2 separate regions of the Sus scrofa genome follow, and region 1 is linked to region 2. Evidence: chromatin contacts called from public Hi-C data. All regions are on one chromosome and are shown on one strand. The core of a region is the stretch at or near the end of the contact, and the rest is flanking DNA. Distances in the headings are between cores, read along the strand shown.

Region 1 (3,268 bases), core at 105-2,604, 130 kb after region 2:
CACCATGTTCTGTGGTTGTGTTGGCCCTGGAGCCTTCCCCCTCTGCCCAGGGACCTTCTCTGGGCAGAAGGGGTGTTTCATTTCCTAGTGTTCCAAAGCTAGCACAAAGCCCATCTATAGTAAGGTCCCACTACTTATTTGTGCAACCGTATTGAAGTTACTGAAAAATGCCTAACAGTTCTTTGGAAGATCAAGCAATCAAGGGTTACTTTCACTTTTCAGAACAGTAGGTTCCTCAAAATTGGGGCGTTTGGAAAAGTCATCAGATCACCTTTTGCTTCCATCGTTTTGGGTTAACTTTCCCCATTTATCCACGTGGCTCCTTTAAAATGTTTCGTGCCCTGTTAGCCCCGCCTTAATGGGCTCCTTCAGTGACCCCATATTCACCTTGCAGGTATCCTTTCCAGATATTCAAGGCCCATATTCCTACTCGGCCACGACTGGGGCTCTCATTTTTCGTCCACGGATCTCAACGACCAAGCTGGGGTTTTCAGCCACTACTGTGAAGCGCTGGGGACGACTGGGCACTACGCCCCTCTCCAGCTCCGGTTACCAAGATTCTCCCCACCTACTCTCTTTGGGACAATGCTCCGGCAACCTCCCAGGGCAAGGGGATTCGGCAAGGTTCTGGGCTAGCGTTCGGTAGTCAGCCCCAGAGAGCAGGCGTGGGGGTAGGAGGAATCCCTAGGGTGAGTGAGGACGCCTCGGGACTAGTGAGCACTTACTCGTGGCCCGGACCCTTCCGGCCGGGAACGACCTATAGGGGCTGTATCGCCTCTTCCCCACCACCCTAGGGACTAGGGAAATGCAAGACAGCGAGGCGGGAGATAGAGCGAAGAGACAATCCCCAGACCAACCACGACGTCCGCCTTCCCTCATTCAGGGTCTGTCGATCTCTCTCTCTCTCACAAGCCCTACTTCAACTCCAGCCTTGCGCAAACTGAGCTGCGCGCCTCTCTCACTGCGAGTCCTCCAGCCCCGGCCCCAGCCCGCTCCTCTCGTCTCACCCCAGCTTTTTCACTCAACCCCAGTTTCCTCACCCAACTGACCATGAAGCCGGAGGCAGTTTCCCAGTCCCAGGTCCCCGGTGAGGCTCCCGCCGCCGCCGCCGCCTCCCCCTGCAGCCTCCGACCCGGCACCCGGCCTCGGGCTGCTGCGATGGCTCCCCAGCACGAGGCGCAGCGGCTCCCTGGACTCGGCCAGACACAGGGCGGCGCGCAGGAGAAGCCCATCGAGCTCCCGGCAGTAGCGACGGCGGCTGCTGCAGGAGCGGCCGCCGCGCAGACTGATGACGCGTGAGCGCGGGGGCGTGGTCACGGGGCGACGCGGGCTGATGACGTGAGGCGGCGGGGCAGCTCGGCAACATGGCGTCTGTGGCTCTAAGTGAGGCGGAGAAGGTGTACATCGTGCATGGTGTTCAGGTAGCGGCAGCAGCTGCATTGGCGCGGCCCGCTGGGTTCCCCTGGCTCTGCGGGTCGCTTCCCGCTCTCAGTTCGCCTGGGAGGACTGCGGCCGATTGGGTTTACTTTGTGATTAAACCACTCGCAGCCGGCGTGTGCATTCTGAAGCTGGCAACGCGGGCATGTTTGGGGCCTGTTGGCGAGCATCCATTTAGACCTATATGCATACTTGCATCTTTCTGGGTCTGTAAGGTTCCTAACCAGGGTAGGAAGTGGTGGGTAGTTCCTGATTCTATTAAATCCCCTCTCAGCCTTCGAGGTCTGAGCTGTCCCACATTTTTTAGGTACATATTCTATCATAATTTTTATCTCGTCGTATCTTTCTAACAGTCCTGAAGGTAAGTATTATCTCTGCTGATAAAGAACTGAGGTCAGAGAGGTTAAGTCACTTGTCCAAGGTCACCTAGTAAGTGTGTGGTGGTGTTACCCAAAAACTGGATTTGCGTTTTGGTGGGTGTGGAGCCAAAAGACACAACCTAGACAAAGATTGAGAGAAGGAAGGATTTATTACTTGCTGCAAGTAGGACACCCGTGAGATCTTTTCCAAAGCAGTGTCTCAAACAGCAAAATTGGGGAACAAGCTAAGGGCACATGTGTATTTGAAGGGGCTTGAGCAGAGGAGAATTCAGCAAGAATTGGGGCAAAATCAATAGGGTGAAGCTTTAGTTGATAGGAGGCTTGAGGGTCAGAAAAGGTCAACGAAAACGTTCCTTAGGTTCCGACCAGTTTGGGGGTGTTAGCCTGTAGTTACTGTACTCCATCTGGTTGAGGGCTTTAGCTCCTATAGAACAATTCAAAGGTACATATTACATTGTCATGTATATCCCTTGAGGAGGAACTTGAACTCTGTTTTACTGCAGAACTATTGTTTCTTTCCTACTTTTCTTTTGTCCTGCATTTTGTTGTTGTTGTTGTTTTTAGGGCTGCACTCAGGGCATATGGAAATTCCCAGACTAGGGGTTGAATCAGAGCTGCCGCTGCCAGCCTGTGCCACAGCCATAGCCACACTGGATCCAAGCCAAATTTGTGACCTACACTGCAAGCTCATTGCAATGCCAGATCCTTAACCCATTGAACAAGTTTAGGAACTGAGCCCTCGTCCTCATGGATACTGGTCGGGTTCATTAACACTGAGCCACATTGGGAAGTCCCTGTTTCTGCATTCTTTTTTTTCCCTCAAGATCATTATTTACTGAGACCTGTTCAAGGGCAAGCATTGTAGCCAGGCTTAGATTACAAAAAGACTTAGGCCAAAATGGCTTCTCTTATGTCCAGAAAGCCATGCCTTACTCTCTTTTTCCAGAGACAACCCCCAACCCCCTCCACCCTCTATGCTTACAGTAGAGCTGGGATATAAATCCAGATCTTTCTGATTGCAAAGCCTAACTCGACTCTCATGCCACTTGCCCTTTTTTAAAAATAGGAATTCAAAGGGGAAAGCCAAAGAGACTCCCCACTTCTACTTTTCTTTCTTCTGTCCTCTGAAAGTATGTTGGGGAAACAGAACAGGGGGAGGGCAAGTTCTGAACTCCCTCCCATTTTTGTAGATCTTGACTAGGATATGGACATATATTGGTATAGTGTTTTTTTACATAGTATTTTTCTACCTTGGTTGGTTCTAGGTTTCTTTAGAACCCTATTTTGCATTTCTTTGTACAAACTTTGTTTTAATAACTTGTATCAAACTAGTTTTTTCTCTGTTTACAACATTCAGGAATTTGGGGGCAAATTGCAGAATTTCCAGAATTAGGGCTTAATCGTTTCGGATTCGTTTAACTACCTAAATGTGTGCTCTCTTTGTCCAAGAG
Region 2 (3,630 bases), core at 886-3,385:
CTGAGGCTGCAGCATTAGCACCATCTGGGAGTCTCCTAGAAATGCAGAACCTGAATCCAGCTCCAGATCTGAATTGGCATCTTCATTTTAACAAGATTGCTAGCAGGTGATAGGTGTGCACACAGGAGCTTTTGTCCAGGAGACAGGAATCACTTTCCAGCAGGGTTTCCAAGGATGGTATCAATTCAACCATCATCACCAGAACAAGACCTTGTGCTAGGCACTAGGGACCTAGGGAGGAAAGACATGTGCCCTTGCCCTCAAGGAGCTTGCAGGCTAACATGGAGTCAGATGTACAACCACGGGACTGTTGCAAAGAGAGCAAAGTCAAGTCAGCTTTACAGAGGAAGTGACTCTGAGAAGCTCAACATGTAGTGCTAATAGAGGCATCTTTTGTTCTAAGAAAACTCCTTATAAAGTATGCAGAATTGATCCAGTGCAAACTCTTAGGTGTAAAGTGAAACAAAGCCTAAAAAGGACAAAAAATCAGCATAGCCCAGCTAAATCCAGACTTGCAGACTCCTTATCGAACAGGCTCATGTAACAGAGTGAGTTCCCTAGAACAAAGATAGCCCCAAGGCTGCAGACTACATGGCTCAACAAAACGACCCCTGTCTATAAAAAAACCAAGCACTCCCTTACTGGGGGAGTTTGTCTTACTTGCTCAGAGCTCCCAACTGATTTGTTGGTTAATAAACTCTGCTTGCAATCTCATTACTCCAGCCTCTGCCTCCTTCCCCGCCATTCTAACAAATACCACTCGATTTCCCGTAGGTTTCAAGTTAACATAAGAGCTTTCCAAGGGATTGTCCTTGAGGTGGGGTTCACACGGCTTTGTTCAGTGGCATGATGCCTCTCAGCCTCGATTTTTTTCAGCTGTAAAATAGGACAGTTTATACCACATAGGAATTATCAGGGTTATCCATGTTTTTATTGGTGCCACAAAGCCACCTTGTGAGAGAAGATGGCAAGTAAGGACTGAATGGAAAAAAAGAGTGCCATGCAGTGTGAAATCATGTTTAGAAAAAAGGCCCCAGAGTTCCCGTTGTGGTGCAGTGGAAATGAATCTGACTAGTATCCATGAGGATGCGGGTTTGATCCCCAGCCTGCTCAGTGGGTCAGGAATCTGCCATTACTGTGAGCTATGGAGTAGGTCACAGATGCAGCTCAGATCAGTGCTGCTGTGGCTGTGCCAGCAGCTGATACTCCCAATTTCAACTCCTAGCCTGGGAACTTCCATATGCGGTGGGTGCGGGCCCTTGATAGAAAGAAAAGAAAAAAGAGAGACAGACAGACAGTCAGACAGACAGACCTTTCTAAATTTCCTAAAATAAGCATGTATCCATCCATGTGGACTATTTGATTTATCAGAAGCTGAAACGAGCCCGTCCTCTTGCTGAGTATGCAAGGTCTCTGGCGCCCTCTACCGAAGCATCTCCATATCTTGCAATTGTCCAACTAGAAGATGCAGGTCACTGTCCTGTTAAAATGCAGATTCTGGAGTTCCCATCATGGCAGAGCGGAAACGAATCCGACTCGAACCATGAGGTTGAGGGTTCGATCCCTAGCCTCCATCAGTGGTTCAAGGATCCAGCGTTGCAATGAGCTGTGGTGTAGGTTGCAGACACTGCTCGGATACTGCATCGCTGTTGCTGCAGTGTAGGCAGCCAGCTACAGCTCCGATTAGACCCCTAGCCTGGGAACCTGCATATGACATGGCTGCGGCCCTAAAGAGACCAAAAAAAAAAAAAAAACTCACAAACAAACAAACAAAAAAACACGCAGATTCTGAGTCTATGGGCTTGCAGCGGGGCCTGGTTAGGCTTTTGAAACAAATTCCAGGGAAGCCGATGCTGGACCACATCAAATGGCAAGGGTTGAAACTGCTAAGCCACGAAGAGTTATTCTACAACAGCAACCACAATACCACAGTCAGCCTTGGATATCGTTCCAACACTGCTCCTAGGTAAGACTAAACCTGACGGCGAAGGAGGATCATTGCTGGGAGAAGGCAGCCTGGGGTTCGGCCGGCGGCCCCGCCCCTCGACGCCTTTGCGGAGCCTCAATTGGCAACCCCATCACGTGAGCTTCTCATCACGTGAGGCCGCGGTCCAATCGCAGAGCACGTTCGACCTGGGTGGCTGACGTTGCTGGGGAGCGGAGAGAAGGAGGCGGGCACCATGGCCGTGGCCGGAGGGCCGCAGGTTGTGGGGAGCGGTGTGTGTGCTGCCTCGCACTCTAACGTCTCCGCCGGATTTCCTCCGCACCTGCAGGCCGGCGCGATGCGGCGCCGCTTCTGGGGAGTATTCAACTGCCTGTGCGCTGGAGCGTTCGGGGCTCTGGCCGCCGCCTCTGCCAAGCTGGCCTTCGGCAGCGAGGTTGAGCCCGGGACGCGGCTGAGGATGGCGGGCGGGTGGGGCGGGCGGATGAGGGACACTGCGGGGCTGCGGGGTGAGTTGGGGCTGGCGGCCCCTGGGGCTTCCTCACTTCTACTGGTTTGTTCGGCTCCGTCCGCGGCCAGGCTGTGCAATTATTAGTGACAGGAGAGCAACCTTCCACTGGAAGTCAAGCCCAACCCTCGTCCAATGTAGGTGGTAAGAGACGTCGGGGATTGAGGCCTGCTTCCCTTACCAGGGATGTAAAATCTCTCCTCCGATTGGGCTAGTTCGCTTTCGGGGGAAGATGCACACCTCCTACATCCACACTCTACATCTCATTTTAGGCCCTTTGTGCCTGAACATTTCTCTCCACGTGACTCATAAGGTGAGAAGCCTCTTGCCCATCTTTTTCCTCAGTAAGTAACGGGTGTTTGGCTGGTCTACACTGTTGCCAGGAAACTTGGGAGTTGGGACATCCTAGGCGTAAGGGAAGACAGAAACGTTCTGGACATTCTGCCAATGCTGAGAACTCCTCAGCTGCCTCCCGACGTCTGTTAAGGTGTACCTTTGCCTCTCCCATCCTAAGTCTTAGGCCAGCTTCTGCTTGTTGAGGAAGTTTCATTGCATCTGCAACGCAGCGTTAGGCCCTGACCTGGACAGTGGGCAGGCAGATTCTTTAGGTTTAAGCCTATTTAGGGCTCGTTCGGGGGAGAGGCCATGCTTGAAGTTGGTATCCTTTTGGGTGTTACTCTTGGATTGCTCCAAAGTAATCTGAGGAATGATGAGCCTTGAGGTTTTCTAGGCTTCTCAGTTGTGCACCAGACCGTTGTAAGTCAGTATTATATAGGACTGCACTGATGCATGTAGTGCTTCTGTGTAAATATACAGAGACACTCCCTCCTCAAGACACTGTATATTTAGCTACTGGAAAACTTATGAGAAAATAAGAGTCTCAGGTTTAGATGGGCACCATCCCCAGAGGAAGCAGTTCTGTCTGTAGGCTGGTTTATAACTCAAAACCAAGCAAAGGGTCTGCATATCTGATTATGTAGGAGGCTTCTAAAAATCCTCTCTTCCCTCAAGATTCTCCTTTAAAAAACAAAAAAGGCAAACAAATCTGCAAGTCCTGCAAGTGATGCATGGGATTACCAGTCAAACAGTCTCAGGTGGTGGTTTCCTAGGCACAGCTGTATCCTGTTTCAGAGCAGGGAGCCACACTGCCTAGGCTTGAAGCCTGGCAGTTCCCCGCTGC

The links. Hi-C and Micro-C count contacts between places; a contact is called where the count stands out from the background.
Region 1: a Hi-C map of liver shows a contact between it and region 2, with 4 times the contacts expected there. The contact joins the promoter of EXOSC7 here to the promoter of TMEM42 in region 2. A contact is called at or near these places in 1 of 47 Hi-C or Micro-C datasets (liver) and 1 of 2 datasets of contacts at active chromatin or transcription factors (alveolar macrophages).

The regions. Positions count from the first base shown.
Region 1 is chr13:28,175,452-28,178,719 of Sscrofa11.1, forward strand. It overlaps EXOSC7 (exosome component 7), which reads left to right and starts at 1,355. Exons shown (of 8, transcript NM_001243824.1): 1 at 1,355-1,421. The coding sequence starts at 1,365. ZDHHC3 (palmitoyltransferase ZDHHC3) reads right to left here and starts at 1,282. Exons shown (of 7, transcript XM_021071753.1): 1 at 1,050-1,282.
Region 2 is chr13:28,043,235-28,046,864 of Sscrofa11.1, forward strand. TMEM42 (transmembrane protein 42) reads left to right here and starts at 2,136. Exons shown (of 3, transcript XM_021071749.1): 1 at 2,136-2,378. The coding sequence starts at 2,181.